4 separate regions of the Sus scrofa genome follow, and all the other regions are linked to region 1. A link is a contact called in public HiChIP or PLAC-seq data. All regions are on one chromosome and are shown on one strand. Each heading gives the region's core, a stretch centred on a gene start, on an enhancer-like site or on the middle of the called end of the contact. The rest is flanking DNA. Distances are from core to core; before and after follow the strand shown.

Region 1 (3,364 bases), core at 540-3,039:
TATCCCTCAGCAGCATTAGAAACTCCTCACTTGTCCTTTCCTTCCTTCTTGTCCTTTCCTTCCTTCTTGAAATATTTTCCACTCTTGGCTTCTAGAATTACTCCTCTCCAGCTGGCTGCTACTCTTCAGTCTCCTTGACTGGCTCTCTCTCCTCTAAATTCAGGACTCTATGCTTCTCTCTCTGTACTCACCAGAAGTGCTCTCATTACAATGCTCATTATGCTAATGAGTCCCCAGTTTTTATCTCCAGTCTATCATTTTCTCCTGAACCCAAGATTCAGTTTAAAATGACTCTATGACATCTTCATTGGGATGGATATTAGGCTTCAGCAAGTACTAAATCTAACTATTTTCCCTCCCCCCAAAAAACTATTCTTTCTTCAAACCTCAGTTTTCCCCATCTCAGTAAACAGCCCCACCATCTCTCTTCAGTATCCTCAAGTTCTCCTTTCCCCTCCCTCTCCACATCCAATTCCTCTCAGCACGTAGGAAAGATTCTACCTTTAAAGTATACCTTGAATCCATCTCATCTGCTTTTCTCAACTTCCCCTGGAACCACCATCATCTTTTGTCTAAATACTGCAAAAGCCTCCAAACTGGTCTTCCACCTTCCACTCTTGCTCTCCTTTATCTATTTGCCACACATCAGAAAAGCAGTTTTTTTGTTTGTTTTGTTTTTGTTTTTTGGCCGCACCCCCAGCATATGGAAGTTCCCCGGCCAGGGATGGAACCCAGGCTGCCGTCGCGGATTGTGCCTCCAGCTGCGACACACGAGACCTTTCAGCAAAGTGGTTTTTCAAACGGTATCAGGTCTCGTTACTCTCTTTAAAAAACAAACCAATAAACGACTCCCTTTACTGGATCCCTATTGCGCTTCTAATGAAATTCGAACTCCTACCTCACCTATCCCCTGCAAACCTCTTCAGTCTTGTTTTATGCTCGCTTCTCTCTGTCTAGCTCATCAGGCCCCACCCAGTCTTTCAGTAGCTTGACTGCGCCAAATTCTGTCCAGTCTAGAAACCTGCAACCTGCCTGCTTTCCTCACCACCATGCACACACCGCTTAGTCTTTCCAGCCCCAACGTCACTGTCCCCTCTTGAGAAGCTTTCCCCCTAAAAGCGACTCTGATCTTTTTCTCGTTTCTCAGCCTCTTGTTTCCAAAGTGGCGGGTAAAACACTTTGAAATTACGTATGTGTGTGTGTTGGTTTTTGTTTGCTCCTTTTGCCACTAGAACTGGAGCACATAGGGTATCGCAGCGAGCATGCGTCCTGTGGAAACTGGGTTCTCGGCCAGGAGCTGAGAGGTTAAACAGCTGGGCAAAGGCTGGGTAGGTAGGAAGGACTCCAGTGGCCCGAAACAGCAAATCGGTGCCAAGAAGAGATTATGGCTTTTTAGGGTAAGAAAGAAAAATCGGTGTGACTGAGATTAAATACAGAGTTAAGGAGCAAATCGCATGGGACCATAGATAGGGGCCTGGAAAGACTGGGGGATAACCCGAAGAGAAAGAACGGGGTCCTCCCCGCTCCCAAGGGCCAAACCTCGCCCTCACATACGTGGTCAAAATCCGGGGCGGAGAGGTGACAGTGACAGTCCACCAGCCCTACGCCCACCGACCCCATCACCGCAGCCAAGGACTCCCTCGACTCGCCCGCGGGGCCTCAGCCGGAACGCTGCTGCCCGGGCGGAACGAGTTTCCGGCCGGACGCGTGCTCCTTCCTCCCTGGAAACCCGCACTTCCGCCCTCAGAGTTCCCGCCCATAGTTCAAGCTGGAAACATGGAGAGGGCTCCTTCTCCTCTGCGGGACGTGGAGAGAGTGGCCAGGACCGACGAGAGGACGTTGGTCCCTGCCGCTTCCCGAAAAGACTTCCGGGTGCGCTGCACCTCGAAGCGGGCGGTGATGGAAATGCTAGAACTGTGCGGCAGCTTCGTGCAAAAACTCGGGGACGCGCTGCCAGAGGAGATTCGCGAGCCCGTGCTGCGAGATGCGCAGTGGGTACGGGCCTCTTAGCCGTCTCTTGTCTTATCACTCCGTTTTTCCACACCCCAGGCAGAAACGGTCAGGCCGAGTTAACGGTGCCCCACCTTTGGATAGAAGCACCAGGAGAAACGCGGGGGAGCGAAACAGATGCTGAGAGGCCGCTGAGTATTGTTAGTTACTTGTTAGTTACTTGGGCTAGTGCTGTCCCGCAGAAAAATACAAGGCGAGCCACGTATGTAATTTGAAATTAAAAGAAAGAAAAAAATAGGTGAAATTAATTTTAATAATATTTATTTAACCTAATATATCCAAGATAGACTTTTAACTTGTAATAGTTAAAAAATGAACAAGATATTTTACATTCTTTTGTTCATACGAAGCTTTTCAAATCTGGGATCTTAACAGCTCATCTCCTTCCTGACTAGCCATATTTTAAGGCCTCAACAGACAGGCAGTGTTTAGTTGCTTCGCTATTGGAGTGCAGACAGAGACTGAGAAATTCTCCAGGGAAGGGTAATTCTGAAAGTCAGTCAATCACCAGCTTTTGGTCTTTCCTTTTGCTTGTTTTAGAACATCTTGAAAAGAGAGTGAAAATAATTTCCCTGTAAGTCTAAAGTAGATAAGGAAGCTGTCTTGATTATAAACTTCACCAAGATCACACACTGGCCCTTATAATACATTTCTCCTTCCTTTCTCAAATATTCTGCAAAGCCCTGAAAAAAGTGTTTTGGGGAAAGACAACAAATTGGGGGATTGCTGCTTGTTGAAAGGAAGCACACAGTCTACTTTTATGCAGGAAAAAAAAGTTAAAATGCTTATAATGTAGTACCTTTTTGTGTGTAAATGACCATAATGCAAACAAAATTAAGGTTCAGTGGAAGAAGGACGGAACACTCCCTGGATTATGATTCTCTAACCCAGTATTGTATACAGTGGCTGTTGTATCTTTCCCTCTTTGCAAGTAAGGGAAGAAAAGAGACTTATCTGAGGACGTTTTTAGTAGTTTTTTGGGAGAAGACTGTTTTGTTGTGTAATGATCTTAGAATTTACCCCTTTCTAGGAAGTGCTAAGGTACTTAGAAAATATGATTAATTACCTTTCAGAAAAAGAGGAACTTGGCTTAACCTTTTATACCTTTAATGGATGATAAAGTGAATTAGAAGATAAAAAGTGTGGAGACAAACTGCCAAGGGAGTTCACTTGCGTTTTATTTTAATCGAGAGCAGATGAAAGTGGAGGTTTTAATTATGTAGACATATTTCTCTAAAACCACATGGTATAGTAACACATTCTTAAATAATATTGATACAATTGTGCAATGAATATTACAAAGATAATTTATATCCTTGGGTAATTCTTCAAAGCCTATATATCAAGTAAAGAT
Region 2 (3,776 bases), core at 1,270-3,769, 300 kb after region 1:
AACTCACCAGAGCTGGGGCAGGGCCAGGTCAAGGAACTGCGGGGCTTAGTTATCAGCCTCAGCCTTGAAAGCTTGAAGGCAGAAGGTGTTTCCAGAACTTGGAGACGGAGAGTCATGTGGGGAGAGCTCGGACAGGAGCTGTGGTCATCAGCAGAGAGAGGAAGCCAGCCAGCCTGGGGCCAGCCGATGGGGCATAGATACTTACTCCCGCTCCTCCCTCTCCCTCCCGACTCCTGCCCGACTGCCCACAAGCTGAGTGTGGCAAAGCCTGGGGCCGGAGCCAAGGACCCCTGTCCATATGTGGAGAAGACCAGCGATACTGCGTGCACGGGATGCCGTGTAAAATGCACAGTGCTTCTCTCTGCGATTCTCGCTTAATGAAGTCTTAAAACCCTGGAAGGGTGTGCCTGACACTGACATGACTGCCAGAAAGAGGCAGAACGTTTCGGAATGGCCCCAGGTCAGGGCTTCGGGTGGCAGCTAGTACCCATAGGAAGGCGTTGTCCGGCTTTCCCTGGCAACCAGGAGCGCACCCATTCTCCGGATGTGACCTTCCCGCCAGCCCAGAGGTGACCAGCAGTGGGGCTGAGCGCAGCCCACAGTGTTCCCAGGCGGGGGCTGAGGCCACAGAGGAAGAAGGGCAGGAGGGGAATGGGGGGGCGAGAGGAACCAAGGGGCTGTGGCCGGGACTCCCACACGGGGCAGTTGCCTCAGCTCCTCAAGGACAAAGGGCAGAGTTCTATTTCCAGCTCCCCGTGGGAGCGGGAGACGGCCTCCTCGCTTTCCACACACTTGCGGTCGGCTCACTAATCCTGGGCTACGTGTGGTTGTTCTGGACTCACACAAAAGCGTCTCTGAGCCTCTTTGCCACGGCCCCCACCACTGCCGAGCCCATTGCGGCGGGTCACATGCTGGCGACTCCACGCTGTCCTGGCCACGTGAGACCAGGCTCCAAGGCCGAGCCTCCTGAGCCCCAGAGCATCGGCCACGAGCCCTCTCAGCACCCACCTTCAGGGGCTCCATTCCCAGCAGACGCTTCTAGAAGGGAAATCACTTCCTCTGATGACTCAAACAAACAAACAAACATGCTCCTGATAACAGAGCCCCCTCTTTTTGCCCCCGCTGCCTCCTCAGGCAGTGGAAACAACTCTGCCTCCGCAGACCTGGGGCCTCGGGCTCTCGCATCCACCCGGAGGCGGAGGTGTTTACCTGGTAACAGGGTGGACGGCATGTTGCCCTTTGAACGCTCCTCCTGCAGAGTTCCCTCGTGTCTCTCTGCCACATTCCTGGTACTGGTCAGGGCCGGGCCAGAGTCTCACGGACACAGGGAAAGGTGGTTCCTGCCCGTACCCGTGGAACCTTGGCCCAGATCTGGGTGTTAGATCCCCAAAACGCCCCAAGGAAATGGCTCGCCCATGTCATCCCTCTTAAGTCAACTGAACAGGAAGCGGCTCCCTGACTGCTTCATCAGTCTTACCCAGGGCATCAATAAACCGTAAGTCAGAGGGAAAGAAAAGCGAAGCCCGAGAGAATCAGGTCTTCCCAGCGGTGTGCCCGCCGGCTTGGAACATGGCAGGTGGGAACCAGCGCCAGAGGCCGTGCCTGCTTGGCAGCCCTGCCTGGCTTCTCTTAATGCTTCCTGGCTCTGCCTTGATCCACGTGGGCCTCACTCCCTTCTCAGCGCCTTGCACTTCCCGCCACACTTGGGCAGGGGCGACCATCTCTCGACAACTTGAGAGGCAGCAGCTCTGTCTTGTTCATCTCGTGCTGGCCCAGATTTCCGTGCCCGTGCCTGGGCTGTCAGCACGCACCATGACATCTGTCTAGGGCTGGAGGAATGCATTTAACATTCGTTACAGCTAAATTTTTCAACGTGGAAAAAAACAATGAGGAGCTAGCCATGGCTTTCCAAACTTTGATGTTTGGGGAGTGAAAACCCTGACTCCAAAAAAAAAAAAAAAAATCGAACATAAGCCCCAAACTAAATAAAAGCAAAGCAGGAGGACACCCAAGTTTGCCAGGTTTAGCAAATAAAAATGCCAGATATACAGTGAAGATGGAATTTCGGAACAATAAATACTTTCAAAAGGATAAGTATATCCCAAATACTGCATGGGCCATACTTACCCTAAAAAAAACTCACTGGCTGTTTGATGTTTAAATTTAACTGGGTGTCCTGATGGTAACACGTGGGACCCTGCACACGTGGGACCCCAAGGACACCCTGGGGCTCTACAGTCTGGTTTGTGAACCACTGTTTTAGGACACTTTGTGACGCGTCCACGCCGCTGTCCTTGTCCCATCTCTGGAGCTGCTCTCCCTCTGAGCAGGCGCGAGGCCTCCTTCTGAGCACCTCTGCCTGGAGCCCAGGTGTCTGTGTGGGCCCCAGGCTGTGAGGAAAGGCGGCTGCTAAAAATGGGCTCAGGTTCCCAAAGCGTCAGTGTGTTAAGTGTCAAAATAACTCGATAGGCAGCCAACCCTTATGACAAAGCTTTGCCAGCTTGCGCAACCATTTCAAGTCAAACATAGATTTCTTCACACCTTGTTTTCACCAGAATCTTTTCCTGAGAGACTTTCCCTGAGAGACTGTTCCATGAAGGCACATGACGGAACCATGGCGGTTCTGCTTCCCTCTTCTTGCTCCCAGCCCACTCCTTCTGGGGTGAACACAGGGCCACCACATCCAAACCAGTCGTCCTGGTTCTGCAGGGTGGATCCTGGTGGCCTCTGTGGGACCAAGCGGAGATCATAGGGGAATGCCGCCCCGCTCTCTCTTGAGCGCCCCCAGAATAAGCAGTGAAGGGGCCCCTTGGAGCATCACGTGAACTCCTGAATGCCCTCTAGGAGAAGCTGGCTCTGGAGAGGGAGCACCGGGGTGGGCCCTTCCCAGGGGGCTGGTCCAGCATGTGGTCCTGGGGGGATGGTCAAACAACGCCCTAGGCCCACTGTCACCCAGGCTCGGCCCAGGGGATGCTCCGCCTTGGGGCTTTGACTCTTGGGGCTTTGACCCTTGGGGGAGAGGAGGGCAGTTAGAGCTGGTGCTAAAGGATGTCACTGGATGTCCCTCTGCAGCTCTCAGGTTCCATGCTTCCCAAACCAGCAGTGCTTTTGGGAAAATAGGGACACAGGAGTTCCCATCGTGGCTCAGTGGTTAACGAACCCGACTAGTAACCATGAGGTTGCGGGTTCGATCCCTGGCCTCGCTCAGTGGGTTAAGGATCTGGCGTTGCTGTGGCTGTGGTGCAGGCTGGCAGCTGTAGCTCCAATCGACCCCTAGCCTGGGAACCTCCATATGCCACAGGTGTGGCCCTAAAAAAAATACAGGAAAAAAGAAAAATAGGGACACAGGCACCACTTCTTCCAGATAAAAGCCACACAGGATCATGGTCCCACCACGGTGTGTGCAATGGCCAGAGAAATGTGGGCAGAAGGGGTGAGTGTCACTTCTGGGTGGAAATGGCCTTAAAATCCAGTTCATCTTTCACCACGTTTCCTCCCACTGTCACAGAAGCCAGCAGCTCTCCAGATGGTGGCCACTCCATCTGGGTCCTGGAATAAGGACAACTCAGGGGAGAGTCCAAAGCCAAGTCTAGGTGACCACTGGAGTCAACTAGGAAGAAACATCTGTGGCGCCAAGCCCCTGAGAGGCAGGGGCTGTTTGTTATTGCAGCATAACCTCTTCCCTCGGGCTGATACCCAGGCCTTGTTCCACACCTCCCGAATCTCAGTCTCCATGGGAGCCTGAGCGGAGGCATTCTTCCAAGTGTCACTCACAC
Region 3 (3,507 bases), core at 19-2,518, 450 kb after region 1:
TTTCTTTTTTTTTTTTTTAATCCTCTAAACCTAGTGGGAAAAGTAAGTGAGCCAAAAGGAGTGCCAAGCTCTCCTGCAAGGCATTAGGCACGGATACCAATTTGAATGACTGTACAAACGTACCAAGTCCCTGGAATCAGCTTGGCGAACTAAGTTCCCACTCCATTGCAAGGCAACACTATCTACTCTTCAGAACTCCTCCAAATTTACCGTGTCTATCTTCTCAGACAGTATTTTAAGGCTTCCCATTATTTGGGCTAAAGGGTGACATTTAAATCTAATGACCCCGTAAATAAGACACCACCCTGGTTAGATTTTTAGGCTTTTTCTGCAGAAATAAATCTAAAGGCCAGATAACTCTTCACTGGTGTTTGCATTAGGATTCCGGGTCTGTAACTCTTGGGAAGGATCCACAGGAAGGGAAGTTAGGGAGAGGGTGAGTACGGTCGCTTTAAAACTGGAAAAGTAAAGGGCTAGTTTAGAGTGGCTGAAAGAGAAGGCAGGTCTCGGGAAAGTGAAGGTCGGAAGATAAGACAGGTAGTTCAAGCAAGATGGGGAAGGAGGACACACGAACTCGACCCCGAGGGACGCCCGAGGGAGGAGAGTTCCAATCGCCAGGGCAGGTGAGCGAGCGCGCAGGTGAGGAGGGATGTCGACCTCCTCCAAGAAGCTGAGGCTTAGGTGAAGCCAGGAGGGATGAGAAAAGCAGCTCGCAAACCTGTTTGAATCAAAAGGCGGGGGGACGCCAAGGCTGCGTGGGGGGCGCGACTCGCACACCGCGAGCCCCAGCGGGGCAGACGGAGCCCGCAGGAGGCAGTGGCTCTGCGGCCCCCGCGCTCCCTCCCGGGCGGCGCCCTCGAAGGTTACCTTTGAGCTGGGGCAAGGGGTGCAGCTCCGGCTGGCTGCCCTGGCTGCGGAACTGCGACGAGCCCTGAGAGCGCTTCTGCCTCTGCGCCTTGCGCACCGATTTCCGGGTGAAGCCGTCCACTTTCTCCGAGGCCGAGATGGCGGCGCTGGCAGCCGCCGCCGGCGGCGGCGACGACGACGACATCTCCGCGGCCCTGGCGCTTGGCAGCTCCGGCTGCTGCTTGCACGGAACGGGCAGCGGCAGGAGGAGGAGGCGGGGGAGAGGCGCCGAGCGCTCGCGCCCCTCCGCCCCGTTCCTCCGGCCGCACCGCCCTCCCGCTCCCGGGCGCCGCCGAGCTTCTCCTCGCCGCCCGCCGACGCCTCACGGCCACATCTCAGGGCCGGCGAGTCCTGGTCCCCGCCGCGCGGCGAGCTCCCGGGGCTGACGGAGGGCGGGGGCGGGGGTGGAGGGGGGTGAAGAAGTTGTTGACTCCGGGAGCGGAGGGCGGGTGGACTGGAGCCCGAAGTTTAGACAACTGAGGCGAGGACGCGGGGTGCGGACGCCGAACGCGCCTCTCGTCCCTGCAGCCCGGGTCCCCAGCCGGCCGGTCCGCCAGCACCTCAGCGGCCGCTGCCAGCGCAGCCCGCCCTGCCTGGAGCCTCCTCCCGAGGCGCTGCCATCGCGGGTCCCCTCCGAGCCGCCGCCGCCACCGCCGCGGTGCCCGCTCTTCCCTGTCAGCGCCGAGCCCTCATCTCCCAGGGCGGCGACCCGCTGCCCCGGCCCCGGGGGCACACACACACTCTCTCCTCCAAGTCCCGGGCGGTCCGAGCCCCCTCCCCCACGCGCCCTTCCGCCGCCCACAGAGAACCCCCAGCGAGCGACCGCTACAACTTGAGAAGGTGCTGGGGAGAAGCAAGGGGGGAGTGTGTGTGCGTGTGCGCGCGCGCCAGGGCGCGCGGCCCGGGGGTGGGGCCTCGCGGGGTTGGGACGGAGGAAATTGACTGACAACTTCCGCGGGGTCCCGCCAGCCTCTCGGTTGCTCGGGAAGGAGTAGGGGGTGGGAAAGCATACCATGTCTTTCAGCCAATCGCGGGGCTAAGCGGCCGCAATAGGGTGAGGCGTGGCCTCCTGCAGGTCTATCAAGCTGGGAGGTAAGGCAGGGGAATGGGGCGTGGTTGTGTGACGGACTTCGGCCACAGCCAATAGTAAGTGAAGGCGGTGAGCGGGGGAGGGGGGCCCACTTACGTCACAACTGTGTAACTAATTCTCTAAGGATTGAGGGGAGGTGCCCCTCCACTGGTGAGCACCTTTGCACGCCTGCGCGACAGGGCCGGGCTCTAATTGCTCTCCTGGCAGCCTATGAGAAGACTGGAAAACTAGAGGTGGGAGTTTAGAGAGAAAATAGTACGCCCCTTCCCGTCCCTCCGCTCTCTATTGACCAATGAGGAACTGAAGCGACTGGTGGGGCGCCTGAGGGCTGGGCCGCGAAAGAGCTCCAGGTGTTACGTCACCGAAAGAGGGCGGAGCAAAGGCCTGGTAGTGGAACTAGCAGAGTGATTGATGGTTGAAGCGGCCCCGCGGAAGGCAAGGAAATGGCTCGCCCAATTGAAGAGAGTTGCTGAACTCTTGGGCGGGCCTTGGAGCCTCACCCGCCCTGAGCCGTGCACTTGGTAGTTACAGGATAAACATGTAGCTCTAGGGTGGTTTGGGCACTGCGGTTCCTGAGAGCTGTTCTAGCGCGAGTTTGGGGCAGTCTAGCGTCTACCACTTCAAAGCGTTTCCCAAGACCACACCCTCCAAGAAGAGGAGTCTCATTCCCAAATTAGTATCCTTCTAATTTTCATCCTTCAGCCGGAGGCTGAAACTGCTTCAACAGGAGGGGTGCAGATTCGCTGACCGGTGGTTTGTGGATTTGGGGGCTTGCCATTTATTTTTGCTAGGATCTCTTCCTTGTAGATCCCATCCAGATTTTAAACTTCTTAAAAGCAGGGACTGCTGGTCATCTGTTTGTTGTGCAGTGCTTTCTTTATAATGGTGCTTAATAAAAATAAGTGAGCTGAACAATCTGTCTTCCTTTAGCTTGGCACTTTGGCCCTGGTGGACCCCAATCTCCATTCTCTCCCATGAGCCCCAGACCTTTTCTTTTGGACGTAATAAAAATAGCTGCCATATATTTAAGCAAAACTGCCTGATACGTGTGTACCGAAGATTCCAACTTTGGGTAGGAAGTTGGGTTCTAGCTCTAGAACCAAATACTACCTTACAATATTTCCTTCCTTAAGATTCACTGGAGTTCTCCTGGAAGCTCAGCAGAAGCGAATCTGACTGGTATCCATGAGGACTCGGGTTCCATACCTGACCTCCCTCAGTGGGTTAAGGATCCGGCTTTGCCATGAGCTGTGGTGCAGGTCACAGACGCAGCTGGGATCTAGGGTTGCTATGGCTATGGTGTAGGCCGGCAGCTACAGCTCTGGTTGGACCCCTAGCTTGGGAACCTCCATATGCCAGAGGTGCAGCCCTAAAAAGACCAAAAAAAAAAAAAAAAATTCACTGAGTGGTGAAATTGTACACAAGCCTCCTAGTCAGGAAGGTTCAAACCTCAGCAGCATCTTTTACACCTTTCTTTTTCCAGTCAAGCTCCAGATCTTGTTGAATGTACT
Region 4 (3,300 bases), core at 392-2,891, 340 kb after region 1:
GCCCTCTTCCTCCCATGAGGGGTCGCACTCAGAGCACATTCCTTCCCCGGCAACAAGATGCAGCAACAGGTGTGTGATGTTTCTGCCCAGGAAAGCCCATGAGAGACTCGGAGCCCAAGGTTTTTACTGGCGGCTGGTCGTGCAGGCCCTCTGTGCCCCGCAGTGTTCAACACAAACCCAGTTTGTACGAAGAGCCAGACTGAGCCCCCTTCATCTGTGAGGGCAGTGCCGAACGTCCTGGAAACCCAGACACCAGCCAAGAGCTACTCTTGCAAGAGGGCCTTCTCAAGAGGGGAGGCCTGCTATGCTACCTCTTTTCTGCACAGATTTCCTGCCCCTCTACCATCTGATTCTCTCCTGCTCCAAAAGGTGGGGTCCCCTAACATCTAATCACATCCCTCCCTCCCTCCTGTGAGCTCAATGACTCAGGTTTCTAACCAACCTCTTTACAGTCAGGATGCCCAAACTAGCACCACTGCCCAAGGGCCAGGTTTCTAAGGCCCCCTTGCGAATCTAGTCCATCTAAGGCTGCTGAACTTGGAGGTTAGGGAGCCCACACCAGAGGTTTTTAACTAGACAATATTAGGCTCCTTCCTTGTTCTTCCATGAACCGGTGGCCCGCCTCAGTTTCCACAGTATAAAACAGGAAGTTGATTTTTTATCAACTCTAAAATCAAGTTCCCTGATTCCCCCACCAAGCTGTACCCCATCTCTGATCTAATATCAGCCCCCCAGCCCCCATGGCAAGCATCTTGTTCTCACACTCCACCGCCACCACTCTAGGCCCCAAAGACCCGAAGGGTCAGCTGACTGGAGGAGTATCCCGGGCACTGGGTACCGCGGACAGGGGTGGATGTGCCTGGGGGCAGGGCGGTTTTTGTCTCCAAGCTTCGAATCCCCCTCTGCCCTCACCCCAGCTCTCGCTCAGCCCCGAGAGCACAGCGTTAAAAGCCAGTATGAACTAGTCTGAGGAGTCGACTGCGTTGGAAGCCCAGGATCCGGGGCAGGAAGACGGTGCAGGGAAAGCCTGCATCACCCCTGGCTGCCCCCGTTCCCCCCAACGCAGGCCTTGCGGTCCCTCGCTCGCTCCCCCGCCACTCCCGCAGGGAGCCGGCAGAGGTGTCCGCCCCCATCTGACGCTTACACTCAAAACAGGGAAGTTTTGAGGTTCGTGGACAGACCGCCAGCCAAGATGCGTCTCAAGGAACCTGCAGAGAGGGACGCGCCGGGCGCGGGGTGTGGTTTGCGGGAGGGGGCGGCAGGGCGCCGCGGCTGCTCGGGACGCCCCCTTGGCCCCGGGTGGCGATCTGGGCCTGGGGAGAGGGGCCCGGCAGGCCCCGCGCCCAGCGCCGGGCCGGGGCTCCGGAAGGGGGCGCCTGCCGCCGCCGCGACTCCGCCCAGGCCTGCGCCGGGCCCGCGCTCCCCGGCTCACCTCGTCCCCGCCGTAGCGGGCCAGCTCCTCCTCCGTGAAGAGCCGCACCGGGGGCCCCCGCTCGGCGGGGCGCGGCGTCTGCCCGGGCCCGGCTGCGCGGAGCCCCGCGGCCAGCGCCAGGACCAGGGCGAGCGCGGCCAGCCGTCGTCGGGACGCCGGGCCCGCCATGGTGCGCGCGCCGAGCCGGGGCTGGAGCGGCCTGGGCGGTGGAGCCCGTGCGCGCCCGCCCCGCGGGCCCCGAACCCCGCCCCGCGCGCCCGCCCAGCGCCCGCAGGCCCGGGGGCCGGGAGCCGGTCCCGACTCGGCGCCCTCCGCGTGCTGCCGGGGCAGGCGTGCCGCCGGGCCACCGAAGCCGCGGACCGAGTTAGGATAAATCCGGCCCCTCGACTCCAAACTTCGGACTGAAGTTGCGCCAGAGAGTGGCGTGTGTTCCCGCAGTTTCTTGGTTAGGTCCAGGGCGGGCGCAGCCCGACATTCCAGCACCTGGGAAGGTATATTTATAACCTAGAACCCCCACTTCATTAATTCACTTTTACTTTTGGCTGATTTTTTTCCCCCTTCCCAGTTGTATTTAAATTTCGTGTCCCAAAGGATTTTGCAAAGTGGAGGGCACGTGTAAGATATGCGCGGAAGTAATCATTGCTAATGTTTGTGCAAGGATTTCTTCATTGATTTATTCAGCAAATACTTTTCGAGCGCTTCCGTGTACCGGGTCACTGGAGACACATCGCTGAATAAGAGAGATCCAGGCCCAATGGAGTTTACATTCTATGGGCGAAATAGACAAGTAAGATACATCAGTAGTGTGTTAGGTGGTGATGCATGCTAGGGAGAAAAAAAAAAATAAACGGACAAAGGAAATAAGGAGCATTGGGAGTTGCAATTTTATTTTTTATATCATTTATTTATGCTTTTTAGGGCCGCACCTGTGGCATGTGGAGGTTCCCAGGCTAGGGGTCGAATTGGAGCTGTAGCTGCCGGCCTACACCACAGCCACAGGACCGCAGGATCTGAGCTGCATCTGCGACCTGCACCACAGCTCCTGGCAACATGGGATCCTTAACCCACTGAGCGAGGCCAAGGATTGAACCTGCATCCTCACGGATACTAGTCACATTCATTAACCACTGAGCCACGATGGGAACTCCATAAATCCTTTTTTTTTTTTTTTTTTTTTTTTTTTTGTCTTTTTGCCTTTGCTAGGGTCGCTCCGGAGGCGTATGGAGGTTCCCAGGCTAGGGGTCTAATCGGAGTTGTAGCCTCTGGCCTACGCCACAGCCGTAGCAACGCCGGATCCTTAACCCACTGAGCAAGGCCAGGGATCGAACCCACAACCTCATGGTTCCTAGTCATATTCAACTGCTGCTTTTTGTTGTTGTTGTCTTTCGTCTTTTTAGGGCCACACTCGTGGCATATGGAGGTTCCCATACTAGGGGTCTGCAATTTTAAATAGGCTGACTTGGGAAGGCCCCAGGAAGAAGGCAGTATTTGTATAAACATCTACAGGAGGTGAGGGAGGTAGCCTGGGGGAGGACCATCCCTGCGAAGGGAAAACTTTTTAAATGCTGAGGAAGGAGTGCCCTGCTTTCTGGAGGAACAGCAAGGAGGGGAGAGGGGTAGGTAAGGGGGTGGAGGTGAGAAGGCAGATCTTCTGGGGCCTCACAGCCTATTTTTGAATGACTTTGGCTTTTGTGAAGAGTGGGTTAAAATGTTATTTTGACTCACAGAATGACTCTGGCTGTTGTGTTGAGAAGAGACTGAAGCGGGAGCTACTGCAGTAATCCAGGCAAGAGAGGCTGGTGGTTTGCACCAGGGCACTAACAAGGGAGGTGGTGAGAAGTGGGTGGATGATGATGTGTTTGGAAGGT

The links. HiChIP or PLAC-seq counts read pairs in DNA pulled down with a chosen protein or histone mark.
Region 2: an H3K27ac HiChIP or PLAC-seq map of alveolar macrophages shows a contact between it and region 1. The contact joins the enhancer-like site here to the promoter of TATDN3 in region 1. A contact is called at or near these places in 17 of 47 Hi-C or Micro-C datasets (alveolar macrophages, brain, embryonic fibroblasts and 11 more) and 2 of 2 datasets of contacts at active chromatin or transcription factors (alveolar macrophages and skeletal muscle).
Region 3: a contact with region 1 is called in an H3K27ac HiChIP or PLAC-seq map of alveolar macrophages. The contact joins the promoter of PPP2R5A here to the promoter of TATDN3 in region 1. A contact is called at or near these places in 1 of 5 promoter capture datasets (liver), 6 of 47 Hi-C or Micro-C datasets (embryonic fibroblasts, fibroblasts, heart right ventricle and 1 more) and 2 of 2 datasets of contacts at active chromatin or transcription factors (alveolar macrophages and skeletal muscle).
Region 4: a contact with region 1 is called in an H3K27ac HiChIP or PLAC-seq map of alveolar macrophages. The contact joins the promoter of NENF here to the promoter of TATDN3 in region 1. A contact is called at or near these places in 2 of 2 datasets of contacts at active chromatin or transcription factors (alveolar macrophages and skeletal muscle).

What each region holds. Positions count from the first base shown.
Region 1 is chr9:130,620,595-130,623,958 of Sscrofa11.1, forward strand. It overlaps TATDN3 (putative deoxyribonuclease TATDN3), which reads right to left and starts at 1,790. Exons shown (of 13, transcript XR_002336028.1): 1 at 1,650-1,790. It overlaps NSL1 (kinetochore-associated protein NSL1 homolog), which reads left to right. Exons shown (of 8, transcript XM_021063971.1): 2 at 1,148-1,169; 3 at 1,532-1,995.
Region 2 is chr9:130,917,577-130,921,352 of Sscrofa11.1, forward strand. It overlaps LOC102164427 (a long non-coding RNA gene), which reads left to right. Exons shown (of 3, transcript XR_002336041.1): 3 at 1-1,976. Among named protein-coding and RNA genes, the nearest start is that of NENF, 40 kb to the right of the region's middle. Within about 2 kb of position 2,520, at least 5 of the 83 cell types and tissues checked have an H3K27ac peak or open chromatin away from gene starts, as enhancers often do. A contact at or near this core is called in alveolar macrophages, liver, omental adipose tissue and 1 more, where this site is marked.
Region 3 is chr9:131,074,535-131,078,041 of Sscrofa11.1, forward strand. PPP2R5A (protein phosphatase 2 regulatory subunit B'alpha) reads right to left here and starts at 1,269. Exons shown (of 13, transcript NM_001100192.1): 1 at 868-1,269. The coding sequence starts at 1,051. It overlaps LOC106505045 (a long non-coding RNA gene), which reads left to right and starts at 546. Exons shown (of 2, transcript XR_002336046.1): 1 at 546-623.
Region 4 is chr9:130,957,522-130,960,821 of Sscrofa11.1, forward strand. It overlaps NENF (neudesin), which reads right to left and starts at 1,642. Exons shown (of 4, transcript XM_021063856.1): 1 at 1,433-1,642. The coding sequence starts at 1,600.